Regions from separate parts of the Ovis aries genome. Here region 1 is linked to region 2. A link is a contact called in public Hi-C data. All regions are on one chromosome and are shown on one strand. The core of a region is the stretch at or near the end of the contact, and the rest is flanking DNA. Distances in the headings are between cores, read along the strand shown. Region 1 has its middle 88 kb from the start of CYRIA. Region 2 overlaps CYRIA (CYFIP related Rac1 interactor A).

What was found. Hi-C and Micro-C count contacts between places; a contact is called where the count stands out from the background.
Region 1: a Hi-C map of liver shows a contact between it and region 2, with 9 times the contacts expected there. The contact joins two enhancer-like sites. A contact is called at or near these places in 11 of 16 Hi-C or Micro-C datasets (blood, hypothalamus, liver and 4 more).

What each region holds. Positions count from the first base shown.
Region 1 is chr3:25,014,307-25,019,513 of ARS-UI_Ramb_v3.0, reverse strand. No RefSeq gene overlaps it. Among named protein-coding and RNA genes, the nearest start is that of CYRIA, 88 kb to the right of the region's middle. Within about 2 kb of position 3,248, at least 21 of the 54 cell types and tissues checked have an H3K27ac peak or open chromatin away from gene starts, as enhancers often do. A contact at or near this core is called in hypothalamus and liver, where this site is marked.
Region 2 is chr3:24,872,051-24,877,487 of ARS-UI_Ramb_v3.0, reverse strand. All of the region lies in intron 2 of CYRIA (CYFIP related Rac1 interactor A), which reads left to right. Among named protein-coding and RNA genes, the nearest start is that of CYRIA, 54 kb to the left of the region's middle. Within about 2 kb of position 2,702, at least 9 of the 54 cell types and tissues checked have an H3K27ac peak or open chromatin away from gene starts, as enhancers often do. A contact at or near this core is called in hypothalamus and liver, where this site is marked.

The DNA.
Region 1 (5,207 bases), core at 1,999-4,498, 140 kb before region 2:
AAGCCTGCCTGAGGGTCACCTTCCTCTGTTAGGAAGCATAGCTGCCTTGGACTCACACACTGGTCATAACTGACTGGGGTTCAGACATCTGACACACTCAGAGGTTGACTCATAGAAAGTTGATAAAATTAGGCTTGGATATGTGTTTGCTTCTGATATTCCTGACGTTTGAAGGAGGTCAGACACCAGAGGGCTGACTGAGCTAAAGAAAGAGCACTTCATAGGGAACACGGTGTTTGGTATAGGAATAAAATTTGGAAGGTCAGAATGAAGAGAGAAGGGACTTCCAAAGAGGAGGCAGGACCTGAGGTTACACAGGTATCAAGGATCTTCTTGAGGGTGTGAGATACATCCATGGGGAACTGGGGCATCCAGTGAGAAATGGAGAGAGTCAGGGAGGTGGAGGTGAGTCCAAGTCAGGGAAGAAAAGCCTTGACTATCCAGCTTTGTCTGTCTCCTGTGAGTGATGAGGACTCTTTGAAGATGAGTTGAAAGAACTGAATGCTTTCATTTTGCAAAGATTCTTTCAGCAGCAATATGCAGGGTGGCCCGCAGAGGACTAGGTATAAGACCAGGAGACTAAAGGTTCTCAAATAATGAAGGTGACCACAGTGGTAGAGAGGAAGGAAGAAACTGTTTCAGTCCTTAGGTGATCAATTACTTGGGCTTATGTCCGTGACACATAAATGACTCTTCAACTCCAAGGCATAAGCAAAGAATGTCAGAACAGAATTCTGGATCCAGGCTACTAGAAGAGAGATATATTTCCTTCTAAATGGTCCAGAATTCCACATATCCAAGATGGTTCAAGTGACAGCCTGAGACTGCAAACTAAGTTAGCAGTATCATACTTGTGGCTCAGATGGTAAAGAAACCCCCTGAGTACGGGAGACCCAGGTTTGATCCCAGGGTTGGGAAGATCCCTTGAAGGGAATGGATACTCACTCCAGTATTCTGGCCTGGAGAATTCCATGAACTGTATTGTCTACTGGGTCACAAAGAGTCTGACAGGACTGAGAGACTTTCACTTTCACTTTCAATCACCAAGGGAACCAGAGAGAGGCAAGGTGGCCATGTCACATGGCACAGTGTGGCCTCAGAGAGGGCCCTCACAGGTCACCAGTCCCCTCCTCCTATTAGAACATGAGGCCCCTCAGCAACCCTCTGACAATCAGAGCAGAGAACATTGTTACCACTTTGCAGACGAACAGACTGAGGGGCTGAAAGATGACAGTGTGCTTTGTCTTATTCACTTGTGTAACTAAAGGAATAATCAGATCAACAAACCATCTGTTTTTGCTTTTCTTCATTCTTATTTCTGCCAGCCAGGTCCTCCAGCCTCACTATTGGAACCTGACTGGACCCCCTCCTCCGAAGTCATCCCACCCCACAAGCAAGGCTCACTGCTGCCAGAGGCCCTAAGAGACACTGGGCCCAACCTTCTTTATATGAGCCCTGAGAAAACACCCAGGAAGGAGGTCTATGATTTATAGAGTGGTTACTTGGCACCTGCCATTGATAGGCAGTATTTTACACAGGTTTAACTATAACAATTCCAGGCAGTATGTGCTATTATTCATTTTGCAGACAAAGAAACTGAGGTATAAGGCAGTGATTAACTCACGTAAATCCAGGTTGAGTCACCTCCCTCCAGATGGAGGGAGTCCTTGCATCCAGGCCACTTTCCCAATCTGGACTCCCTACTCCTATCTCCCTCCATCAGGAATTTACTTTCTAATAAAGTAGAAAGACAGATCTGTCATTCATTCTAAACAAGGTGGGAAGCACAGTGACAGTGATATGAAGATGTTAACACTTGGGCATCTCCTCCACCTTGGCAGGTGAGGAAGGGCTTCCGGCAAGTGATGAGGTGATGTCAGAACAAGAGTCCTCAGGAGCTCAGGCACAAGGGGGTTGCCTGTGCTGAAAATAAGACTTCAGCATGTTCTCGCTTAAACTCTCTCATGATTTCCATTGCAAGCAGTATACAAACCCAACTCACCCCGAGATCTCGTCTTCACATAATTCCCTGGTCTCAACTCTCTTTACTCTCTCCTTGTCTACTTGTTTCTCCCTCTCTGGCTCCCTCTGTGGTGGTACCGGCTAATATTATCCCAGGCTTGAAGATATTGCTTGCACTTACTGTTCTTTTTGCTTGAATTTTTCTTCCCTCCTCATCCTCCTTTGTAGCCAAGCCCTCTCCAGAACATCTTTCTGCTTACCCTTGCCAAAGCTGTCCACTCAAAGTTCCTCCTTATCATGTTTCTTTATTTATCATCTTCAAAGCACTTACTAGTACCTGAAATTATTTATCCATCATCTATCTGTCTATATATCCCTGTATCTATCTGTTAATCTATCTATCTTCTATCTATGGGGGTTTCCCAGGTGGCTCAGTGGTAATGAATCTTCCTGACAATGCAAAGAGACACAGGTTCGATCCCTGGGTCGGCAAGACTTCCTGGAGGAGGAAATGGCAACCCACTCCAGTATTCTTGACTGGAGAATCCCATGGACAGAGGAGCCTGGCGGGCTACAGTCCACAGGGTCGCAAATAGTCAGATATGACTGAGCGACTGAGCATGAATGCATCTACATACAGCTTATCATCTATCCATCCATCACCTGTCTCCCACACTGGAATGTAAGCTCCTTGAGCACAGGACTTTGTCTTGTGAATACTTGATCCCAGTGTCTAGGTCAGGCCCTCTGTACATATGGGATGAGTGACTGGTTGCCTGTAGGACTTCAGAAAGATTTCCAGCTGCTCAGGGACGATTTCTTGGAAGAAGGAGGAATATTGCTGGACTCAATTGGTAGACATTTGGAAAAGAGGAAGAACGTATTAGAGGTTTCCTTTTTTTTTTCTGTAAAGTAGTAATTCAGAAAAATATCAGACATCACAGTTAGCTGCTCTAAAGTCCTACAATGGATAATTGCAAGTCAAGGAGCCCAGAAACCTAGATTCTTGTCCTCACTCTTCAGCTAATCTATCGCAAGATTCCCCCTCCCTGGACTTTAGTTTGCCCATCTGAGAAAGGAGTGGTTGGGACTTAACTGATCTCTAAACCACCCTTCAGCTCTCAGATTCCAGAAGGTTGAATCTTCAGCATCCTTTCCTAATCACAGAACACTGAGACTCCAGACTGCTCCTCCTAGCGTGGCCACACACACTCAGCCTTGCCACCATTGGACAGATGACTCAGGGACAGCAGGGCTTATTCTGAGCCTCAACCAGGGCCGCAGAGACCCTGCTGTTGTTACACAGCCTGTGTGCTGGGCGGTGAGCCAGGTACTCAGCTTCCTCTGGACGTAGAATTAAGATGCTCACTCTCTGTGCCACCAGGTGGCGCTACTCTCCAAGACACAGTGCCTTCCTGCTAGAAGGTCGTTTGAATGCCCTTGGAGCTGAATGATATGCAAAAAATAGCCCAGGCTGATGGTTGGTAAATCTGTTCTGGTGCTGGTGCAGGCTCCCAGGGGATGAGAAGGGGTTGACACATAACCGGATATGAGGAAAAGTGAAACGTGGGAAGGGCGCTGAGGAGAGCAGCCTCCTGTGAGAGACTGGCGCAGCCAGCCGCAGCCGGGTTCTGGGCCTGGGGCTCTCCCTTGTGGCTCACTCTGGCCAGTGGTCCCACGGCACCGCCCACAGGCCCATGCCCCAGCCATTGCTCCAGGGCAGCTTCCTCCCCCAGCCCGGTGAACTCCAGGCCACAAGGATGTTGCAATCTTCATTTTTGGAGAGAACACAAGACAGTTGTTTCTCTGACCCAGGGGCTCTGGCCTGCGGGCCCTGCAGCTGTCTCCACAAGAGGCAAAGGCGGGCAGGGGCCAGGGAGAGCTCTGAGCCGACCATCTCATCTGAGGCCCACGCTTACTCTCTAACAAGTGCAACAGGAACCCACCGGACCCCTGAATCCCCTGAATCTTTGCCACGGAGAGAGGACTGACCCAGGTTTCGGGAGGTGCCCACCAGCGGGCAGCCAGACAAGTGTGTAGATGGGGTGGCAGGGCCCTACAAGAAGGGAGACGAATGGTCTGCGCAGGGGAGAGTGTCCCCAGAGTCTCACACGAGGGCGGCGTGGCAGGGGTCGGGGGGCGGGGGGCAGTAGGAACCGGAAGTGAGGGAGGAGCCGGAGGAGACACAGGAACCGGCAGTGAGGGAGATGAGGAAGACAGGGTTCCGGGGGAGGGAACTGTGGAAGCAGAAACCACGGGTCTCACAGGAGAGGCTGGAGTCTGGGGGTGGAAGCATTCGGCAAAACAGGGACTTTGATTTGCGGTGAAGAGGCATCTAACACATAGGTAGAAAGCAGACTGGAGAGGCAGGAGGTAAAGCCTGTGGGCCCCATGGTCAAGACCCCAGCGTTGTTTGACAGCAATGGATGGTTGTTGACGGGCTTGAAACAGGAGAGTGACGTGGTTGGACCATCTAGAGGGATGAGCACGACTGTGCCGTGGTGCTGGGTTGAACTGGAGGAAGTGTGGGGCAGAATTGAGCTGGGCTGACTGATGGGAGCTTTACAGCAAGACAATGATGCCGACGAGGCCCTGAGAGCAAAAAGGAGGCAGAGAAGGGGGCACCCCAGGAAAAGGAGGGTCTCCACCTGGCAGCTGTATCAGCCAAAGAAAAGCGAGCCCCCTTGGTTGGGCAGATATCATCGTTTTGGTACAACTATGAAAGAGAAACCTTCTAGGGGAAATTTATGTGGAAATTAGCCCTCAGTTTCCCCTGCTAACAGCGAGGGATATTCGAAGATCTTGTCATCCTCTGTTTTTGTTCACTGATTTTCTTTGATGAAATCATTTGAAAATCCCAAGTTTAATATGAGTAGGGATGGCTCAAACCTCAGCTGTATGCAGTGTCATTTCCCATTTCTCAGGAGTAACTGGTCTCAATGAAGCATCAAAAACAAACAGACGAGATGGAGCCAGAATCAAACAGCAGGGGGAAAAAAATGTGATGATGAAGCGCGTGGGTCAGGGAACTAGTTCCTTTCCAGTTGTTTTTACTTACTGTTCCCTCAGTCCTCCAGGTCTTGTCCATCACCCTCTCTTCCATCCAGGATCGCCTGGACCAGAGGCAGCCTGGAGTCAGGGAGACATGCCAACCGCTGGACACTGGAGAAGGCCTCCTGAGACCCATGACTCACATCTGCTGGATCCATCTGCTCCCTGAACTCTTTACAAGACCACTGCAGGGT
Region 2 (5,437 bases), core at 1,453-3,952:
AAGTGGAAATTCTATCCACTATGCTCAGCTCCGATGTCAGGCAAGGAAGAGGGCTCAGGATGCCCCAATGAAGGGCCCCCCGGCTCTGGGCAGAGCAAGCACAAGCCCCTCTGTGTGCGGCTGGAGAGCCCGGGCTGGGCCTCCTCCTTGAACGGCCTGACAAAGACTTGCTTGTTTTCCCCTGACATCAGACCTCACCCTCAGGATTTCTCTGTTCTTCTGGGGCAAGATCTCACACAGTGATAATAGAGTAAAGGGAAGGGAGTGAAGAATGTCTCAGGCGTCACCATGCCAACCGGCTCCCCAGGCAGAGGGTAGGAAGGGGGCGCCAGCCGTGTGCGCCCTGGGCATCTTTTGGGTCACACCTTGGCAAGGATGGCCCTGAGCTGCTAACAGCCTAGTTGGAGATGAACAGGAGCTGCTGGTGTTGGTTCTGAGAGATGCTAGTGGCCTGGTCAGTGACAGACAAAATATTAGTGAGTCATGTTGACTAATTGCTGTATACAGTGGGTTGCTTGTTTTCTGTTGGTGTGTGTGTGTGTTTTATCTTAAGTAAGTGCTGCATTTAAACACCTGGTTTTCTCTTTGTTATTTTAACGAAGATTTATTGAGAGAGCTCTGCCTTGGAAATTTCATAAAAGTTGTCTTTAGAGGGTTCTGTGAGATCACTCGATCTTGCTTCTGTCTGACCCTTTTTTCAGATGAGTAAACTGAGGCCAGGAGAATGGGAGGCATTGTGGAAAGTGGCAGCAGTAAAGATTGCATAGCCTTCTTGTCCCAGGCTCCAGGATGTAGACCCTGTGTGACAAGCCCTCAGCCTAAGACCTGGTCCGAGGTGAGGGATTCCTGAATGCCATCCCTGCTTACTTTTTGTGCTGTGATTTGTGCCAGGCGGCGGGTGGTGGGGGCAGAAAGGGGGCTGTCAATAAATAAACTTACCCTTAAAACAAAGTGAATATGAAACTAGTACAAGGGGAACCCCTGGTTTCATTCATCTTAAGACAGTCAATCCTAAAACAACCATTTACTTGTGATGTACAGGATGAAAGGGAGATTTGACACTGGAACTTCACATCTTTAATCCAGTGCATGCATACACGCGTGCTCTCACTTCAGCTGTGTCCAACTCTGTGCGACCCCATGGACTGTAGCCCTCCAGGCGCCTCCGTCCGTGGGATTCCCCAGACAAGAATACTAGAGTGGCTTGCCATGCCCTCCTCCAGGGGATCTTCTCGACCTAGGGATTGAAGCTGTGTCTCTCATGTCTTCTACATCGGGAGATGGGTTCTTTACCACCTGGGTCAGATTCACGGCCAAGGCCACAGGCTAGTAAGTGAAAGGGGAGCCAGTGTCTCCACGGTCTCTTCAGTGTGTTTCCCACATTCCGCCCTCCACTCCACCAAATGACCTGGGATTACTTTGTTGAGCTGGGTTCTCAGCTGCTAGGAACTGCAGAGCAGCCCCTGACCTGGTGCTTGAGTTAACAATTTGCTGTCTTCAAGTGGAATTTAGGAATAGCCTAAACAATACTTGATCTGTCTGTGAGAGCTGGCAACCCTGGAGCATATGCAGGGCACAGCTTTTAAATTTAGTCATTTGTGGCCACAGACACCAGCCTGGGAACTCTGGCTGCAGGGTCAAGTTTAAACCAGGATAGCGCATGGTTGAGTCATCAAGAGCAGGGCTGGGCTTAAACAGAAATCTGGAGATAAACTTGGTGAGCTTGTTTGTTTGGTTTAATTGTGGTCTTGCTGGATCAGCCCAAACAGGGAAGTTCCACAGTCCCTCTGCTAACTCCTCTGTGTATGTCGAGTTTCCTGCCGGAGCATCCTTTGTAAAAACAACACTCTACTTCTGCACACCTCCTGCCTCTGTTTATCCGTACAGGGTGGGGTAACCGATCGCTAACGGAGGATCTCCTGCTCTCCCGGTTTACGCTTCCAGAGAATTTCCAGATCCGCAATATAATTCTAAGCGGATGTTGCGTGAAAATGAGCCGTCAGAATTCATTCTGATCAGCTTGGATAGGATTTCAGCCCTTCCTTCCTTCCTTTCTTCCCTTCTTTCTCTCTCTCTTTCCCTTTTGCAACTGGAGTCAAGTTGATTCAGCCACCAGACACTGGGTGGCTTCAGACACTTTCCCTGGGTGGAAAAGGTAATTTGAGAAATTTAGGGGAAGAGGCTGGGAAGGAGGATGCTTACTAAGCCAAACGGGTGAATCTATTCATTTTTCTTTCCCACCAAATGTCACAGCTCCATTTCCAGCAAAGTAGTCAAGACCAGTGCTTTTGACATGACTGTGAACAGGAATGAAGTCAGTTAATGTGTTCAGTGAGCACTGGGTGCCACAGCTGTGAGTGTGAGCCCGTTTTACTACCAAGAGGAACAACGTTTAGAATATATTCAGGGCATTGAAAGTGATCCCTCTGTTTTGTCCGTTTTGTGAAAAGGACAAACTTCTTTTGTGAAAAGTGTTAGTCTCTTAGCAGTGACTGCGACACCATGGACTGTAGCCTGCCAGGCTCCTCTGTCCACAAAATTCTCCAGGCAAGAATACTGGAGTAGATAGCCATTCCCTTCTCTAGGGGATCTTCTAAACCCAGGGATAGAACCTGAGTCTCCTGTCTCCTGCATTGGCAGGCAGGTTCTTTACCATCTGAACCACCAGGGAAGCCTGACCCGCACTTTTAACAGGAGATGTGCACGCCCCTTAGTGGAGAAAGTACTTAACTGCAAGCTCTTACATTAGCCCAAAGAAAAGCTCTTGGTTGTGACAGAAATACATAGATTTAGTATCTCTGAAAGCCAACTGCTTATCTACATTGGAAAGTTATCATGACAATTAAATGAGATTATTTGTGGACAGCGCTTAAAATGGCATTGAGTGCAGGACTGAGAGTCAGCAGCTGCTAATTCGGAGAAGTTGATGGCACCCCACTCCAGTACTCTTGCCTGGAAAACCCCATGGACAGAGGAGCCTGGTAGGCTGCAGTCCATGGGGTTGTGAAGAGTCGGACACGACTGAGCGACTTCCCTTTCACTTTTCACTTTCATGCATTGGAGAAGGAAATGGCAACCCACTCCATTGTTCTTGCCTGGAGAATCCCAGGGACGGGGGAGGCTGGTGGGCTGCTGTCTATGGGGTCGCACAGAGTCGGACACAACTGAAGCAACTTAGCAGTAGCAGGAGCTGCTAATTAATCGTGTTTCTCTGAGAATGAGGATTTGGGAAGCAGGGGGCTGAGTGACGTCATTTTGGGAGTCTTCAGGGCCCTCTGTGCCCACACTGATCCCTACCAGGAAAGATGAATGAAGAATAGTGGCCAGGACTTACCTGGGACGGAACCCACTGCCAGCCCACCTACTCCAAGGCCAAAAGCAGTGAGGACCACTTCAGAATGCAGGCCTTCTTGCCTTTCCAGAGCTTTTGTTTCACAGGGCATCCCACAGTGCAATTCCACCCCCACTTGGTGAGGAGACACTATTCCTTTGCCACCTCTGTCCTTGACCTTGGACTTCTCCCAGCTCAGCTTCCCAGTGATGCGGAGACAGCTCCACAAGTCTCCTTTTGTGAAAGTGACTCACTGGCCAACTCCTCCTAGCTGCGGGAGGAGATGTCTTTTTCAGAAGTTAATTTGGGCATCACCGAGGCTGTATTTTGCTCTTCTGATGACTCAAGTTTTCTTTCTTTTAATTGACAGACCTAAGATGTGACCCCTAGGAGTCTGAATCCAGTTGCATCTTTATTAGACTAGATGTGAAAGTGGGGGGTACAATTTTCCTTCCCTCTCCCCTTCCTTCTTTCTTTTCTTCCTTCTTCCCTTTCTTCCTTCCATTCATTCCTCCTCCTCGCTCACATTTGCCTCCTCTCCCACTGGCCCTTCCTCTCTCCTTCCCTCTTGCTCTAAGGTGATGCCCAGCACTCCAGTGAGAGGTCCTTGGATAAAGACTTTGGTACCCACACCTTCTTCTGTCCACTCACTTTTCCATGTATTCAGAAATATGCATTCCCTGAACGGCCTATTTTGTATTCAAACATGAGTCAGTCCCGGTCCCTGTGTTGTATGGATTCATCCTTTAGGATGAGAGGCAGACAGGTAAACGAGAACGGCAAGACTGAGGGAAGGTGCTGGAAGAGGGCTCCCAGGGGGGCGGAGGAGCAGAGGGCAGGCCCCTGCCCCGGACCAGCCCCAGGCTGGCACCAGCAGTGGCGCCGGCCCCTGGCTGGTGGTGGACATAAGTTTGCTTGGCAGAGAACCATCTTTGTAGCAGTTTTAAATGCCACCTAGGAAGACTGGTCCCACCACTTCATCATAACCCGAAGATGGATGTGCCAACAGGTCTCACGGCCAGGCCTCTGCCCAGCTGTCACTCCAAAGGCCTCTCTTCTCTATCCACAGAGAATGTCATTTCAGCCACGGGGGACTTGGGGCTTCCCATCCTCCCAACCCCAGACCTCTGCAGCCACCAAAGGCCCACTGACAATTGAGTAAGCAACTGTCCTCCCACTCCACAGCCCCCTCCTGCAGGAAGCCCTCCCAGGTCCTTCCAGCCAGAGGAGTCCTCTCCCCTCTTCCACCCTCTTCCCGGATACCGGTCACCACTAGAACCTTCCAGCCTTTGTAGCCACCTCTCTGTATTTGGCTGCACTGGGTCTTCGTTGCACGCATGGGCTTCTCCTGTTGTGGAGCACGGGTTCCAGAATGCCCAGGCTCTCCAACTGCCTTGCTGCATGTGGGATCTTGGCTTCTCGACCAGGGATTGAACGTGCACCCCCCGCATCGGGAGGTGAATTCTTAATCCCTGGACTGCTAGGGAAAGCCTTTGATAGCCACCTTTAAACATGGCTTCTCTCTGCTGCCAGGCCACTGCAGGGGCCATGGCTTATGTAGCTCTGGTCTCTAAGAAGAGCAGATGTTTGCGCCTTTACTTCTCTGACTATGCGCCAACGTTCCTGTCCTCTGTTAAGGGCTGTGTTGGGTATGGAGGCTGGACCACTGATTAATACCTGCCTTCAAGAAGCTCAGGAGACACATAAGAATGTTATATTTTGATAGAAATATTTACAGGATACACAGAGTGTATACATTAGGACCAGAACAAGGAAGAGGTCAGGTCTAACTTGGGAGCTTGTGACAAAGGAGAAGAGGGATGTTGGATTGGGTGGAGGTGGGCATTGGCTGAATCAAGTCACATGTAAAGTGAAAAGTAGGTGGATAGATCACTCAGCAGAACCAACAGAGTTTTGCCAACTACCCAGAATCTTCAATGTTACTGGTAATTTCTAGACATGTTGAAAGAATTCATTACTTGTTTCAACTGCCATTTCCTGGGCAAAGTAAGTAGATTTCCAAAGTCTCAGCAGTTAACAGCATCATTTCACCATCTCTTGGAATTTTTTTGAAAGTCAGCAGACATAGCTTTGGTGTTTTCAAAT